2 separate regions of the Danio rerio genome follow, and region 2 is linked to region 1. The links are chromatin contacts, called in public Hi-C maps. All regions are on one chromosome and are shown on one strand. Each heading gives the region's core, a stretch centred on a gene start, on an enhancer-like site or on the middle of the called end of the contact. The rest is flanking DNA. Distances are from core to core; before and after follow the strand shown. Region 1 holds the start of kdm1a (lysine (K)-specific demethylase 1a). Region 2 holds the start of im:7136021.

What was found. A called contact is a pair of places that touch in the nucleus more often than the background predicts.
Region 2: a Hi-C map of hematopoietic stem cells shows a contact between it and region 1, with 2.9 times the contacts expected there. The contact joins the promoter of im:7136021 here to the promoter of kdm1a in region 1. A contact is called at or near these places in 2 of 18 Hi-C or Micro-C datasets (hematopoietic stem cells and an unstated tissue).

The regions. Positions count from the first base shown.
Region 1 is chr17:29,583,283-29,586,672 of GRCz12tu, reverse strand. kdm1a (lysine (K)-specific demethylase 1a) reads left to right here and starts at 1,631. Exons shown (of 21, transcript NM_001242995.1): 1 at 1,631-1,656; 2 at 2,925-3,209. The coding sequence starts at 2,946. It overlaps tmem30b (transmembrane protein 30B), which reads right to left and starts at 998. Exons shown (of 8, transcript NM_001002179.1): 1 at 915-998.
Region 2 is chr17:30,092,948-30,096,219 of GRCz12tu, reverse strand. It overlaps im:7136021, which reads left to right and starts at 1,557. Exons shown (of 4, transcript XR_012393440.1): 1 at 1,557-2,358; 2 at 2,447-2,600. It overlaps mis18bp1 (MIS18 binding protein 1), which reads right to left and starts at 717. Exons shown (of 18, transcript NM_001312886.1): 1 at 637-717; 2 at 1-235. The coding sequence starts at 166.

The DNA.
Region 1 (3,390 bases), core at 382-2,881:
TTACTGCACTTATGTTAGGTAAGATATAAAAGTTTGTTTCAATAATAAATGTCTGATAACATTTCTTCTAAATTACAAACAAAAAGAGTCTCATTTAGAGTTTTGTTTTCTTGTTCCAAAAAAGGACAACTGGCCAGAATAACAAGTGCTTTTATTTGTTGTGACTGAAAATAAAAGTTATTTCACTAAATGTATTTCTTAAGTCTTCTGTATTTAAAACATTTTTATTGTGTAGTCTAAATAAATAAATAAATGTCTGAAACATGGCTCCATTTGTTTTATTTTTTTGGGAAAAAAGCTTAATTTTAAATTTGAAAGATATGCCAATAGTGTACTGAATGTGTAAAGTTGAAAGTTGAAGAAAAATGTACTAAAACACATTTAAAAAAAAATGTAAATCCTGAGAAACAGAGTTTTCAAGAAGTCTTAATTATTTTCATGGTAGTATATTTAAAATAATGAATCAATATAATGGACAAGAGGTCACAGTACAGTACAAAAAACTGCAGAGCCAATTGTAAATTGTAATTGTATAGCAACATCAACAGTTATATTGCTAAAACTCCACAGAACAGAATGAAGTGTTTAAACAATTTCTATTATAAGCAAACACCAATTTTGATTGGCTGATTGAGTCACAAATAATGTTACGTATAAATTGTTTTGGTTTGTTACATTTGACTAAAAAGTAATGTGTTTATTATTAATTGACCAATGTATGTCTCTTAACGGTCTTCTTCTAATAACTTATTTTGATTACAGTTAAGGTTAATTCCCTTGAGAGTAACCGACAGTAAAACAACAACCGATGACAATCGCAGGAAAACAAACAAACCCGTGCTTCAAAAACCTCAATCACTGATGATCACAGTTTTAAGAGTAGGAGTCTTAAAGCCATAGAAAACAAAACTCACCTCAAAAAAGAGTTTGGCGTTTGCAGTGCGGCTTTTCTTAGATGCCCTCTTTTATAAAATCGTAAATTACATCGAAAAACAAAAGACACACCTTCACAAAGTCCCGTACCTGTTTTACTTGTTCAACACCTGGGTCAGCTTTTCCGCCTTTCGTATGCTCCTCCTATTTCACATACGTCACACCGCTGACCCCTCCCGGATTAGACTGGTGGTTTAATTATTTTTAGATGATATATATCGTTTAGACATATATCGTTTATTTTACAGTCTATGGTTTAGACATCTAAACTTGATATTAACTGGCTAATATTAGTTTCATAAAATTCTGAATTTGCAGCTTGTAGACATGTTTTTATAAAAAATTGTTTAATATGATATAGTATTCAGCATGTTAATCTTTCAGATTATGTTAGTGTAGGCGACTTAATTATAAATTATTTTAAGACAATCTGTGTCACCCTAGCATGTTTACTGGGGTTCTCTGATGATCCCGAATTTACATTTTATGTTGTTGATTCAGAGTATACATTTTGCATACAGGTGAAACGTGCAAGCAGAATTTGTATAACCTACTAGACCTTACTTTCCGCAACATTTGATTGATGGTATTTTTAGCCAATTACAATGCTGAACGATTAAGATCCCACCCGTTTACTTTCAGCGTCTACTCTGATTGGCTGTGTGATTCCAGCAGGGACAGTCGTCTGTTTCTTTGTGTGAAACCCCCCACAGCAGCGAGGAGGTAAATATGAAAAATATTATTTTTTCATATATAAACAAAGCCTAACACGTAAAATGAGATTAACGCATACCAGTTACAAACATTTAGTATGATTTACACTAAAATTAGCAAAGAGGAGCTTGAATGTTTTAAATAACGTTAGTTGTGTAAGCATTATGAAAAGCTCGTGCCGCTAGCAATAGCATTTTAGCTAGCCACTGCATCAGAACATCAGTTGACGTTATTCCCTTATTTCATCATAGTTTCAAAATATGTTTTATTTGAACGTTTTATGAAAAACATTTTTAATAGCTTAGCTAACATTCAGAGCTGCGATTGATGTTCTGATCATAAATTTGTGGATTTTCTTCTCTGCTAACGTTAGCACAATTAAAACATCTAAACTGTTTAAGATACATTAACGTTACAGGTGTAAAGCTAAACACCGATAAAGGCAATTATGTTCATGTCGAATTTTAATGCAGGTCAAACATCTGTTTATTTGGGTATAATGCTAGAGCATTTGTGAACGTTGTGTAACGGTTTGTTCACGATCTGTTGAGCAGAGATATTGAGCCAAAATATAAACAATACGTTCAGTAATAATACATAATCATAATGAACATGTGATCATTACTCGTATAGGCTCCTTTCAAAGTAATTTGTTTGTTTACAAACGGCAGGTGCACAACGTCGACATTAAACGTATGCAAACCTCATGTTGTTTTGATGATAGTCATTGTTTTTTTTTTATTGAATACAAGAATAATATCACTGCATTGAAGAAAAAAACAACACAAAAATAAAGAAAGAAAAAAAATTAAATTACAAAGCCTCAATCATTAAGAAAAAAACATTATCATAAGCTTTAAGAAACGTATTATTTTTCTTATTATTAATAAGCTTAAGAAATTCAATATAGTACGAAACTTCGACAAGGAAAGTATTAAATATAGGTATTGTTTTTAGCAACTTATTTGTGTATAAAAAATTTACAATAAGATCGAGAGCATGATCATTACCCGAGAAATACAGAACTATATCTTTTATAGACAAATTTAAATCATGATTAAATGAGGACGATAAATAAAAAATATTGTTACTCCAAAGATGTTTGAGGATAGTCATTCACACGTAGGCCATTTGTACATGTGCTCTGTGATCGCACATTCTAAATATGTTTGGTATATGAGGAGTCTAATATAGTCATGATCTATAGATATTTAAATATTCTGGCCTCTGGTTGTCTATTGTTGGTATACATGCATTCAGCTCTTTTCTCTATTAAGGAGAAGCCTCTGTCATCTGTGATGTTGTCCAATAAGAAGTCAGACCCAGGCTCCTCCTCTTCGTCAGGGGGTAATGGTGGTGATCGTGCTCCTGAAACCCTTGCTGCCCCTCAGGCTGGTCCAGCGGGTCCCTCTGGCCCGATTTCAGCAGATGTGAAAAAGAAAGAAAGAGCCTCCCCAAGTGGAGAACCAGGTGGACCCCCTCTGCCGCACCCTCCTGGACCAGGAGGCATTGATCAAGACTCTGCAGAGGGTCGTAGAACTAGTCGACGTAAACGGGCAAAGGTAAACATCTCCAATAAATTTTCCTGTTCTCTTCAAGAGAGAACAGGCACGATTGTGGTAGGCTTATTTAGCTGAGTTTTACTGGATTTGAAAAAAGTAATATTATGAATGATATGGAATTTATTTTTTTTACTTTTAAATAAAAATATTATGTCCATTTTGACCCAAAGAGACATACAAA
Region 2 (3,272 bases), core at 308-2,807, 510 kb before region 1:
TCTGAGCTGTGGAGTTCATCACCAACACATCTCTGTTTGAAAGCTTTCTACCTGACCCAGGTGCCCAACTGCTGGCTATTTTAGGTTTAGTTTTGACTGGTGTGATCATGTCACTAGATTTAGGGACTCCAGGTGCTATGAAATAGTCCTGTAGTGGGTGATACATTGCTTTTGTGTTAGAGAAAAGTGCCTAACCGTTTATAGTCCCTCTGTCATCCTTGTGCTTAACAAAACCCTGTAAGATTCAAACAAAACAGATAATTAGAAAATACATTGAAAAAGTGCACTGATCGTCAGTGAAATGTTTAAAATACAGTCTTTCGTCAGTAAAATAGATTACTTTCAGAAAGAATATCAGTCAGGATTTGTATTAACACAATAAACAGCGTCAGTAGTAAAATAAAACATTATAAAACAACAATAAAAAGTATTAACACTACTCTAATTCCGATTTCTATGCTTTATTATTTGTTAACTGCTGTAAAACACTAACGTTAAGGTTAAAACGAAAATAAACCCGTTCACGACTAACTCTTGACGAACATAAAACTATCTACACATCAGTTCGTGTAGTAAATGTAACAATATACAGCGTAATGGAAAATAGGACTTATGTTTACAAAATGGACTGCTTACCATAAAACTCGTTTGAATTTTCCCGGATAATGAGCGGCTAACGTCTCGCGTCGCGTAAGGGCTGCGTCATTTCCGCCAGTAATGCTACTAGGAAGTGAGAATGATTCAGTTCAGCGAATCGGTTCTTTTAAATAGCCTGTTACTAAAGAATCATGTTATTCCCTTAGCATACTTAATATTTATATTTAAGGCGCTAAAATAGTTCACGAATTTGACTCTATTATTATAATATTTTAATGCAACATTGACTCACAATGCTATCGCACAACCATAACATATAGTTATTAATTCAAATACAGTCAGTGCCCAGTTTCACTCGGTATAAACCATAAGGAGAACATAAACATTAACATTACATTCACGTAAAGTAACACAACATAAACATCAACATTACACTAACATAAAGTAACAACGTGTATAATGCAAAAAGTGAGAGTTATTTAATTCGGTGAATTGGTTCTTGTAGATCGCTTGTTTATAGGTAATATTTTAGTCTTTTTTTTATTATTGATTCCAAGAAATTGTTTAAAACAGACTACACTAAAAGTGAACAGTTATTTTACACAATATTTACATTAGATATACAGGATAAAGAGCAAAACCCAAAATAATAAACAATTATAAAAAAAAATTATCCTGTAAAAAATAACGCTTAACATTTGCATTCTATGACGCTAAAATTAATTTACATCTCACTCGAAATCTTTTCAATGTAACATACATGTTATCACACAACTGCATATACAAAATAAACAAAATATAAATATGGTTATTGTTAATGCAAACACAATCAGTGTGCTGCAGTTTCACTAGGTAACATTGCATAAGTATGATGCAGAAATCTTGGGGTTTCACACAAAATACACCTCAGGAAGGTTTTGGTTCAACTGATTAAATTAAAAGATCCGATTCACCACAACGACTCGTGCAAGCATCGCAAAAACTGAATCAGAAGTTTGCATCGTGCACGTGTGATAGGAATATGGAATTGTAGAGAAAATGCCAAATGTACAGTAAACGAGAAATAAGCGAGCACATGTCGTCGTTTGTTGAGGAGGAAGACGATGTCCTACATTCAGCTGCCGGAGGAGATTTGGATCCACGTGTTTGGATTTCTGTCTGTTCGTGACAAATTGAGTGTTCGTGTGAGCTGCACGTATTTTAAGGGACTGGTCGACCACTGGGCATTATGGAAAGACAGCGTTCTGCTCATCCAAAAGCCTGGAGTCTACGACACACACTTCTGGAAAACTCTTTCCCGGAGGAAAGTCAAGTCTGTAGTTGTTGAAAAGGCAAAGGCGAAAGTCTTGCAGCAGATCGTGCTGTATCTGCCGTGGGTCACCTCAGTGAATCTGCTGGAGTGCAGCGATGACACAGCTCTGGTCACTCTGGCGGCTTTAAAACACCTCGACAGGCTGGTCATCTGCCAGTGTAGCTGTCGGAGTTTGATCAGCTCGCTTTTATCTCTGAGAAATCTGACTCATCTGTGCTTGTGTGGAGTCCAGAGAGCCTCGATAGTGGAGATCAGAAATGTCCTTTCACAACTTACCAATCTTACCTCACTGCACTACCACGATGATAAAAACCCCATCAACAAAACTGCGCTGCATAGCCTTTTAACGCGTTTGAACAACCTAAAACACCTCTCTCTGAAAATGGGACCAAAGTATGGGATCCTGCCTGTTGATTACTTTTGTCCTGCTGGAGCATGTGGACATTCAGGTAATGTGTGTTCAGAAAAGACACAATATAAAGAAATGAGTATATTTCCACTTTTTTTATTTGTCCCCCATCATTTGTTTGACAGCAGGCGAAGAGTCTGTCCTGAACAGCCTGGAACTGCTGAACTATGAAGACTCCTGCCTGTCCCCTGATGCCTTCAGCGCTCTGTCTTCTCTGACCAAACTCTCAGTCCATTATACAAAGTGTATCTTCTGTCCTCTGGCTTGCCCCCTCATAAAATGGTTGGAAGAACTTTGTGTACTCTCAGAGCTTAACATTTCTTGTAAGTGTGAAAAATGCACGAAATGCATGAAGGTATCCTTCATATTAGCACAGGAGAGCTGATGGAAGAGTCTTCAAGCTAAGGTTTAAAAAATGGTCAGTTGGCCATAATAATGACTATTCTGTTATTAATCACTCACCGTCATGTTATTACAGTCTTTTGAGATTTTCATTTTTATTTTCGGAAGACATTAAAATATTTTAGATGAAATGTGAGAGCTCTCATATCCTCCATAGACAGCAATGGTCACAAGAAGTTCAAAGTTTAGAAAAGGAACAAAGTATGCCACTACATGCTTACCATTTGAAGCTCCAAATACACTTTTTATTTAGCAAAAAACAAAAAAAAAAAACTGTAAATATAACTCTATTTACCTATATCTAGTCTAATGTGTCAGGCCTGGGTGTACATAAGGGCAGTCCAAAGTTAGCAAGTCTTAATAAGTAAAGGTTTTACTTAGTAAAACGAACATTCTGTTAATAATTATTTACCTCTATGTTGCTCCAACCACCCAAGGCCTTCATTCATTATCTGAACACATTAAAATATTTTAGGTGAAATCCAAGAGCTCTCACATGATCGTCAGCGTGTGTGTTTTCTAGGCCAGTGTTTCTCAACCACGTTCGCGGAG